Regions from separate parts of the Mus musculus genome. Here region 1 is linked to region 2. Evidence: chromatin contacts called from public Hi-C data. All regions are on one chromosome and are shown on one strand. The core of a region is the stretch at or near the end of the contact, and the rest is flanking DNA. Distances in the headings are between cores, read along the strand shown. Region 1 holds the start of Il4 (interleukin 4). Region 2 has its middle 5.1 kb from the start of Gm19835.

The links. Hi-C and Micro-C count contacts between places; a contact is called where the count stands out from the background.
Region 1: a contact with region 2 is called in a Hi-C map of bone marrow-derived macrophages, with 39 read pairs. The contact joins the promoter of Il4 here to the enhancer-like site in region 2. A contact is called at or near these places in 8 of 39 promoter capture datasets (the C10 cell line, the HPC-7 cell line, Sertoli cells and 5 more), 2 of 15 datasets of contacts at CTCF or cohesin (embryonic stem cells and large pre-B cells), 22 of 484 Hi-C or Micro-C datasets (the Ba/F3 cell line, CD4 T cells, CD8 T cells and 7 more), 4 of 115 datasets of contacts at active chromatin or transcription factors (embryonic hindbrain, embryonic stem cells and fetal liver) and 4 of 9 other capture datasets (adipose tissue, embryonic stem cells, liver and 1 more).

The regions. Positions count from the first base shown.
Region 1 is chr11:53,616,847-53,621,604 of GRCm38.p6, forward strand. Il4 (interleukin 4) reads right to left here and starts at 1,819. Exons shown (of 4, transcript NM_021283.2): 1 at 1,629-1,819; 2 at 1,324-1,371. The coding sequence starts at 1,760.
Region 2 is chr11:53,490,238-53,495,165 of GRCm38.p6, forward strand. No RefSeq gene overlaps it. Among named protein-coding and RNA genes, the nearest start is that of Gm19835, 5.1 kb to the left of the region's middle. Within about 2 kb of position 1,969, at least 60 of the 459 cell types and tissues checked have an H3K27ac peak or open chromatin away from gene starts, as enhancers often do. A contact at or near this core is called in the HPC-7 cell line, adipose tissue, bone marrow-derived macrophages and 2 more, where this site is marked.

The DNA of each region.
Region 1 (4,758 bases), core at 569-3,068, 130 kb after region 2:
TCTCACACCCAGACCCCACAATTCCTCTGGTCCCAGTCCTCAAGAGCTGGTCCCTGCCCTGGCGTTTGCTAGGGCAGGACAGTAGACTCAGTTTCTGGTAGGACTCAGAATTGGGAAATACTTAAGTTTGCATCTGTAGAAAACAGTGAGATAGATATATATTGATAGATAGAGAAAGAGACAGACACATATGTAGACACATATATCCATATGAATGTACACATATATACATACATGTACATCTGTCCTTCAGAAACTCATTCTGCATCAGACTCCTGGAGTAATCTTGAATAGAATGGGACCATCCGGATCGAGCCGGGAGGACAGATCTCTGGTGAAGCAGGATGAATCCTATCCATGGCTTGGGTACAGGTCTGTCACCCCAACCACCCCACAGGTCTTTGTTCCTGACCTCATGTGAAAAGCAGGCAGTCTGGAGACCACTGGTAAGTCAAGACTTTGGGGCCTTTCATTCTCAGTGGTGTGTTTCCATGAAAACAGGAACTGAAATGCACAAAGCTATTGATACAGCATAGCCAAGTCATGTGTTTGTCAGAGAAAATGCACTATCAGCCTGTCACATCTGTCCCCTCCCACTACAAATGGAGGGGCGGGGGGCAGGGCAGAGCAGCAGGCAGAAAGGGAAGAGAGATGTCCAAGCAGAAGCAGGGATGGTCAGACTCCAGCCAGAGGACAGCTCCCAGCTAGGGGATAGCTAGGGGAATGGGGTGGAACAGAGTGAGCTGAGGAGGCCCTGCAGTGGGCCACCATCAGATGACTGTTAGGTGACCAGAAAGAGGCCTGTAGGGACCATACGAAGTCTCATAGACAAAGCAAAAGCCTTCTCAACCTCTAATCTTCATATCTGTATTTGAGAGAGTATTTGGGTTTTTTTTTTTTTTTCAGAAATGCATGGCCTGAGAGTGAGAGAGAGAGAGAGAGAGAGAGAGAGAGAGAGAGAATTTTCTCACTCAACAGCACAAATTGTGTGTCTCCTATGATCTAGATCTAGATACCGTATCAAGCAAGGCCAGGTAGGACTCTAGATATCTGTACTCTTATCTGAGTTACAATGAATAAATCCTGGCTTTCTCTGACTTGTCTTCTGAGTCTAGTGAAATCCGAAACTGAGGAGTGCAACTCAGCCTCCACAAAGGATAAAAGCACCTCCTTTGGGCCTCCTGGGTTTCTATCACAGGCATTTCTCATTCAGATTCGTGTGTGTGTGTGTGTGTGTGTGTGTGTGTGTGTGTGTGTGTGTGTGTGAGACCTTCCTCTCCCACCTCCAGAATATGCCACAGCAGACCCCTCAGGTCCACTTACCTTCGTTGCTGTGAGGACGTTTGGCACATCCATCTCCGTGCATGGCGTCTTGATGCAGACAGAGCAAAAGATAAAAGTTAATCCAAGCAGGACAGAGAAAGCATCGCTACACCTCCCACCCCCCACCCGGGAGACTCCCTCTGCCTCCAAGGTGGAAGTAGCAGGGTCTCTTGAGCTTTGTCCCTAGTCCTGCCTCAGCCACCTGCCGTCCGTCCACCTCTCTAGCAACTCAGCTCTCCAAGCCTAGAATCGCCCCAGCAGTATCACCTGGGTATCTGGAGAGATGGTGCCAGATAGGTACTTACCCCTTCTCCTGTGACCTCGTTCAAAATGCCGATGATCTCTCTCAAGTGATTTTTGTCGCATCCGTGGATATGGCTCCTGGTACATTCGAGAAAGAAGAGCAGGATGACAACTAGCTGGGGGTTGAGACCCATCAATAGCTCTGTGCCGTCAGTGACGAGAGACAATTAAGTTTATCAAGAGATGCTAACAATGCAATGCTGGCAGAGGTCTCTCTATATATAGAGTTAAAGTTGCTGAAACCAAGGGAAAATGAGTTTACATTGGAAAATTTTATTACACCAGATTGTCAGTTATTCTGGGCCAATCAGCACCTCTCTTCCAGGAGAAAAAAGAGAAACAGGTAAATTTTCCTGTGAAATCAGACCAATTGGAAAATGAAACACCCCTCCCCCCCCTTTTTTTTTAAATCTACAAAGTTTCAGCATAGGAAATTACACCATAATCGGCCTTTCAGACTAATCTTATCAGCGTAGGGTTGCCACTGGCTCTCCTCCTGCAGAGAAGGAAGAGGTCACAGGTGTCCGAGGGTGCTGGTGTCGCCCTGGGGAAAGACAGAGTAATATCAAGAAAGTCTGCCTTGAGCACACCTGGGCCTAGCTGCTTCCTGCTATGGGGGCCCCTTGGAAACTCTGATATCTTGGGAAAGCTGACTCTGGGGTCTTACCTCATAGAAGGATGATGGAGGCAGACCTTCTCGCATCCTAGACCAGCTGATCTTACAAGTTTGTGGTCTTTGGAGACAGAGAGGTGACATGGAGTGGGGCAGGCAGGACCATGGAATGAGGCTTTACCTATATGGAGGTTCTGGGCTAGGTTGAAGATTTTTCCTACCTTAGACAGAAGCCTGAGAAATGGCTGATTTAAAAAAAAATTTTTTTAAATTACTTCATGTGAGCATGTGTGTATCTATGTGCACTACAGCATCAGTGTGGAGGTCAGGAGACCGGGTCTCTCTTTGCACCGTGTGGATCCTTGAACTCAGACTCACAAGCTTGGCGGCAAGCACCTTCCCTCCTGAGCCATCTCATTGGCCCAAGAATGGCTGGCTGCCTTTTCAATGAACTTAAAACATATCCTTCACTAACCAGGAAACAGCCCTCTCTCACCCTCTCAGTCAGCACCCTGCCCCCAGCCCACTGCCTTAATCTAACGAATGCAGGCCCTGTCGAGGTACTCATTGCCCCCCACCAGCAGTGAGCACCGCACCCCTGCCATCTGCTTGGAAGCGAAGCTCTGTTTTACAGAGTAGAAAGGGTTCTTCATATCCCCCAAGTCCCTGCCTCCAATTCTGACTTCTCATTTCTGGAAGACCATCTAGAAATAGTTGTTGCTAAGGTTGTCATTGTGTGTTAAATTATTTTTCCATTACTGTTATTTAATTAATAAAAACTGAAGATGTTTATAATATATAAGCCTTCCTTCCCTTCTTCTTTCCTTCCTTCCTCCTTTCTTTCTTTCTTTCTTTCTTTCTTTCTTTCTTTCTTTCTTTCTTTCTTTCTTTTTTTCTTTCTTTCTTTTTAACTTTTAAAATAAAAAAATTTGAAGGGTCTCACTCTGAAGTCAAAGCTACCTAGGAACTTATATAGGTAAGGCTGCCCTCAGATTCATGGTCACTCTCCTGCCTCCACCTCTCAAGTGTTGAAGTTACAGATATAAGCCACCATACCCCACTTACAAATATATATATATTAACTGTGACTGTTGTAAAGTTGGACACAGTCATGTTCTGTAGGCCTAGGGACACAGTCAATTCTTGGGAAACTGTTACCTTCCAGCCACTGATGATAAGCAACGAGGCAAATTTCAAGTCTGTTCCCCTGGGCGACGAGCCAGGGTAAAGGCCTGAGCTCTCTTTGGGTGAAAGGGGTTCATTACAAGAAAAAAAAAAAAGATTAAGCTGAGCAGTGGTGGCGCACACCTTTAATCCCAGCACTGGGAGGCAGAGGCAGGGGGATCTCTTGAGTTCAGAGCAGCCTGGTCTACAGAGTGAGTTTCAGGACAGCCAGGGCTACACAGAGTACAGAGAAACCCTGTCTCGAAAACCTAAAATAAATTAGTAGATAAATGAGTTATTTACTTATGGCTTGGGCTTGGTTTCCCTCTTCCACTTCTGTGATGTCCTACAGATCCACTCAGCCACATGGTGAGCGAGCGTCTCCCCGATGAGCATCTCTCTGGCTCTGAAGCTGATCCTTCGCTGTACAGGTAGAGGAGTATTCTTTGTTTCAATTTGGCTTTTTTTTTTTTTTAGAATTATTAATTTTATACATCTGATTATTTTGCTTTCATGTGTGTACCAAACATATACCCGATGCCTCTGGGGTCCGGAAGAGAGTGTTGAGACCCCTGACACTGAAGTTACAGGTGGTTGTGAGCCTTCTTGTAGGTACTGAGAACTGAATTAGCGTCCTCTGGAAGAGCAGCCAGTGCTCTTAACCGAGGGTGGGCTTCTCTAGAAGCATTTGAAAGGTCGGTCGCCTCTAGGAGAAGCAACTATCCCGCCTCAGTTGAGCTTGGCTGGGGTTGACCTTGCGCGAGAGCCAGGGTGGGGCATCGAGTGGCTGAGATCCAGCAGGAACTTGTCATCCATAGCTGGAAGAATCCTGCTAAGAAGGGGCACAGAAGGACACCTAGGGAAGGGGAGGGCTGGATCCCACAGTGTCCCTGGAGCAAAGAATAGACCATTCAGGTTTTCCTCTCAGCACCTTAACTGCTGGGCTCTGTGGGAAGATGATAGTCAGAAAGGGATAGAGTAAGGCAACTCCGCTCAGAAGCAAAGTTCCGTTTGTCTTGCTTGTTTCAGTGGTTGGAAGGAGTCAGAGAAAAGAGTCTGAATAGTCCCAGACTCCAAGTCTTCCCAAAGACTAGAAAGGACGTCCAAGGCCACCCCAAGTGACAGATTCACATTATCTGTGAATGGAGCAGATAAGGCAGAGGCTGGAAAAGTGGGATGAAGAGTGTCAGCCAGCCAGTGGTGGTCAGTGGAGGGACAGGGCAGGAAAGTGACTGTCATAGACCCTCTCCAGCCCTTTGTGAGCCGAGAGCCATTGAGCAGTTTTGTGTACCAGAGTGTGGAGTCCAGAAGGCAGGGGCTTGTGGCCGGGTTTCTACACAGTGAGGAGAAAGCTG
Region 2 (4,928 bases), core at 719-3,218:
AGGATTGTTCCACCCACAGGTTAAGAGCCCCTACTCTAGCGGGGCAGTGGTGGCTCACACCTTTAACCCAGAACTTGGGAGGCAGAGGCATGTGGATTTCTGAGTTCGAGGCCAGCCTGGTCTACAGAGTGAGTTTTAGGACAGCCAGGGCTACACAGAGAAACCCTGCCTGTCTCGGGGGAAAAAAAAAAAAGAACCCTTACCCTAAAGAGATAGTTATACCTCTTCTTTTGGCTATCAGACTAGTGATACAAAGCATTCCAAAGAATTAATGTCCCCGCAATCCCATGCCATCGGATGAGGAGCTTGTGTTCCAGGAGGAGCTTCTGACAACTTGTCAGACCACCTTGGACACACACAGGAGCCAGACAATAATGGGTCAGTCAGTGATGAGAGGGAACACACCCTGGTTAGGACTGTTTAATTATGTATGCATATATCTCATGCCTTCCATTTAAAACCGTCAGTGCCAGTGAGGTGAACTTGCTGGGTGGGTGGGACCTGAAACTCTTTATTTGTTCCTTTCTCAGTATGGTCACATGGATAAACCTCTTTCCCTATACTTTGATATTTCTTGTCTCTTTAATTGGTAAAGTGAGGACATGTAGGTGACCACAGGGGGCTGCCAGGGCCTAGGCTTGTACCCTAAAATATCCAGAAGCAAGGGTGGCAAGCCCTTTGTAGTTATTAAGGCTACTTAGTTAAATAAACATAAATTTTACAAGCTCAGGCCAGGTCTAGAGAGATGGTTCAGTGGTTAAGAGACTGTTCTTCCAGAGGTCCTGAGTTCAATTCCCAGCAACCACATGGTGGCTCACAACCATCTGTAATGGGATCTGATGTCCTCTTCTGGTGGGTCTGAAGACAGCGACAGTGTACTTGTAAAAATAAATCTTAAAAAAAGAGAGAGGGAGGGAGACAGAGAGAGAGAGAGAGAAGGAGAGAGAGAGGGAGAGAGAGAGAGAGAGAGAGAGAGAGAGAGGGAGAGAGAGAGAGAGAGAGAGAGAGAGAGAGAAAGCGCTCAGGCCAAGCAGGATGCTGTGGCACCGCCTTTAATCCCAGCACTTGGGAGTCAGAAGTCAGTGGAACCTCAAGGCCAGCCTGGTCTATATAGTGAGCTCCTGGAAAAAAATAAAACAGGATGAAAAACCAACACCAACACCAAAAATATAAATTAAAAAAACAAACCCTCGGCTAGAAAGATGGCTCAGTGGGTTGGAGTCAGTACTGCTCTTCCACAGGACTGGGGTTCTGTTCCCAGCAGCCACAACCAACTCCAACAACAGGGATCCAACATCTTCATCTATCTGGTCTCTGTGGGCACTAGCGCCCATGTACACATACCCACACACATTCACATAATTACAAATAAAATAAATCTATTTCTTTTCAAGCGGCTTCAGGGACTGGTAAGATAGATCAGTGGATAAAGGTACTTGCTACCAAGCCTAATTACCTGAGTTCAATTCCCAGGACGCACATGGTGGAAGGAGAGAACTGATCCCCACAGTTGTTCTCTGACCTCCACAGTCACACTGTTACACACGAATACAAAATAAATAAATAAATGTAATTTAAAAAGTCTTCATAGTTCAAATACATTATATAACATTAGACTCTATTATGACTTTCAACCCACGCTGGCCACTAAATTCCACGCCTACGCCCGCTGAGCTGTGGTGGGCGCTTATGGTTTTGACCATTCTGATCCTTGTTATGGCAGTGGGAATCTCTTGTTTTGCGTGTGTGGCCTCTCATTATGGGCCCCTTCTGGCCTCTTAAGCGCCATCAGCAGGGGGGTCTCCAGCTAAAAGGGACTTGAGGGGGATGGGTGGCCAGCAGAGGCTGCAAAGGGACTTTGCCCAGATAGCAAGCTGTTTTTTTAGTCACGACTTCCTTCCGGAACAAATCATGTTTTGTTCTTGCTTACTAGCCCAGGGGAAGCGAGAAGGCCTCTCTCTCCTCCTTTCTCAGGCTTGCAGCCTGTTGTGCCTGATCTCAATGAGGTCATAGTTCTGAATCCTAGCACCAGGTCACATGCCCGAGTTGAAAACTCAGTTTTTGCATCTGCGATTTTTTTTTTCCAGGCTGTTTTTGTGATAGGTCAGACTGGTTGCTTGGTTGCTAAGTCGGGAGAGCAGCAAGCCTGGTCCTCTGAGACTTGGAAAAGCTGGGTACCCATGAGGTGATGCTCCTCAAGCAGTCCTCTGCTACTTTTCCTCCCCCCCATTTCTTTTCTGCCTGCTTAATTCTACTACATGAGGCATTTTGTTGTTGTTATTGCTTTAAGACAGGGTCTCATACAGCTCAGGTTAGCCTCAAACTTGTGATACACCTAAGGACAGCCTTGAATTTCTGATCTTTGTTTGTTTGTTTGTTTTGTTGTTGTTTTTTTGAGACAGGTTTTCTCTGTGTAGCCCCGGCTATCCTGGAACCCACTCTGTAGACCAGGCTGGCCTCGAGCTCAGAAATCCGCCTGCCTCTGCCTCCCAAGTGCTGGGATTAAAGGCATGCACCACCACTGCCCGGCTGAATTTCTGATCTTTCTACCTTCCTCCTCTCCAGGACTGGGGTTATAACTATGCACCACGATGCCTATTTTATGGGATGCTAAATATGGAGCCCAGGGTTTTTTATTTGCTAAGAAGATACTCTATGTATTGAGCTTTATCCCCATCCTTAATGTATAATATTTATTTTTACTTATGTGTACGTACGTATATGTGCCTGTCTGAGCAAGTGTGTGTACATACACATGAGCGCGCGCGCGCGCACACACACACACACACACACACACACACACACTGTGTTCAAGTGCCCAAAGAACCCAGAAGAGGGCATCAGATGCCCTGGAGCTGGAACAGGTTAAATTGTGAGCAGCCTAGTGTGGGTGCTGGGAAGTGAACTCTGCTGTTCTGCAAGAGCAACAAGTGCCCTTAAAGGCTGAGCCATCTCTCCAGCCCCACATACGGTAGAAGGTTTAACAGAAAAGATTCTTTTACCCACACCCCCTCCCCTCTGAGGGAATTTGGAGGCTTAGTTGGTTGGTTGCTTTTTTTTTTTTTTTTTTTTCCTCACTAGGCTGTCTGAATTAGGATGGGCCTAATTTAAGAAGCCTGCAGAATGCTGTTAAACCATGACCTTGATTGTGAAGTAGTGACCCTGCTGACTAGGCTAGATGATTCAGAGACTAGACTTCTTGCTGTGACAGATGAATACCAATTCAGCCAGGATCTGAAATTATAGTACCAGTGTTTAGAGATGTGAGACCCATCAATGGGCATTTGCCCTTGGGACAGAGAGAGTTGTCCTGGTTTTAAAGACAGCCTGGTAGACACAGTTCAATTTGTCCCTAACCTCTTTCATAGCCATAATTAACTCGCCTTCTACTTAGATGAAAGACATCAGCTTGTCTTGCTTCCTTGTCTGTACTCCTAAGTGCTCATTAACAGAGGGGCCCCCATCAATCATGTGGAGTGAGCGGTAGGAAGAGCCTGATGTCAGGTGTTGATTGAGACTGTCTAGGAATAGTGTGTTTGAGAGAGGGGTCAGGCTGAGGTCATGGGTGAGAGTCGAGGTGGAGGTTAGACTGGCAGCAGGAGCTTAGTTCTAGGTTCTTGCCTTGTTGAGACTGTCAGCTAAGTAAATATGGAGCAGATTTATTAGCAGCCTTCAGAGCAATCATCTGTGACATTGAACAATGCCTGCAGGCTGCCATGTTTCCCACTGTGTGCATAATGGACTAAACCTCTGGTATTGTAAGCCAGTCCTGGTTAAAGGCTTTCCTTGATAAGAGTTGCTGTGGTCATGGTGTCTCTTCACAGTGACAGAAATCCTAAGTAAGGGCTGGAGATGGCTCAATGGTTAAGAGCACTAACTGCTCTTCTAGAGGTCCTGAGTTCAATTCCCAGCAACCACATGGTGTCTCACAACCATCTGCAATGGGATCTCATGCCCTCTTCTGGTGTGTCCGAAGACAGCTACAATGTTGTACTCATATACATGAAATAAATAAATAAATCTGAAGAAGAAGAAGAAGAAGAAGAAGAAGAAGAAGAAGAAGAAGAAGAAGAAGAAGAAGAAATCCCAACTAATACAGTTACTCAGAGAAACTTGTGGGGCTAGCAAGAAGGGTTTTCAATCATGTTTTAACGGAATTTAAAGGTTTTAAATCCTTCCATAAATTCTGGAAGGAATTTATACTCTTCTTCAAGGGTGTAAGTTTGATCTCTCCGAACTAGTTACTGGTACAAGAGTGGGGTCATGGAAAGTAAGGCCATTGCCTTCCTCTTCTGCTTTTGTTATGTTGTTGCTATGGTGTTACTATGTTGTTGCTATGTTGTTACTATGTTGTAATTATGTTGTTGTAGGAGGGTCCTGACCAGGACTCTGGCTCTATGCTGTTTGGACCCTCCCAACACAAGAATAGGGAGCCAAACAAAAGCTCAGGCTCAGGCCCTTTGTAATAGCAGCAGAAACTAAGGCATGCAGTGTCCAGCCACTACCTCCAGAAATACAACGGTGACAATTTGCCATATGATAGTAAATGTCATCACTTCGGCTTTTCATTTCAAAATGAAGGCAGAAAAAGGGATCTTTGGCTGAGTCAGTACTGGGATATGTTGCAAAATGGTTCTGGTCTCATCATTTTAGGACCTGGGAGTGGATTCTTAGAAAGGGAGATTTTTCTGAAGCTTTTGCTATTATATTGAGACTGGGTCTCGTGTGGCCTAGGCTGGTCTTGAAATCACTATTGCCAAAGAATAGCTTCCAGCTCATGATTCTCCTGCCTCAGCCTGAATGCTGGGATTACAAGTCAGCTCTATACCATGTTTTGCTCTGAGGATAGCTTTGAACTCCTAATCCTTTTGCTTCAACTTCCCAAATTTTTTTTTCTGAAGGTAAATTTCAGATATCAATTGAGCATA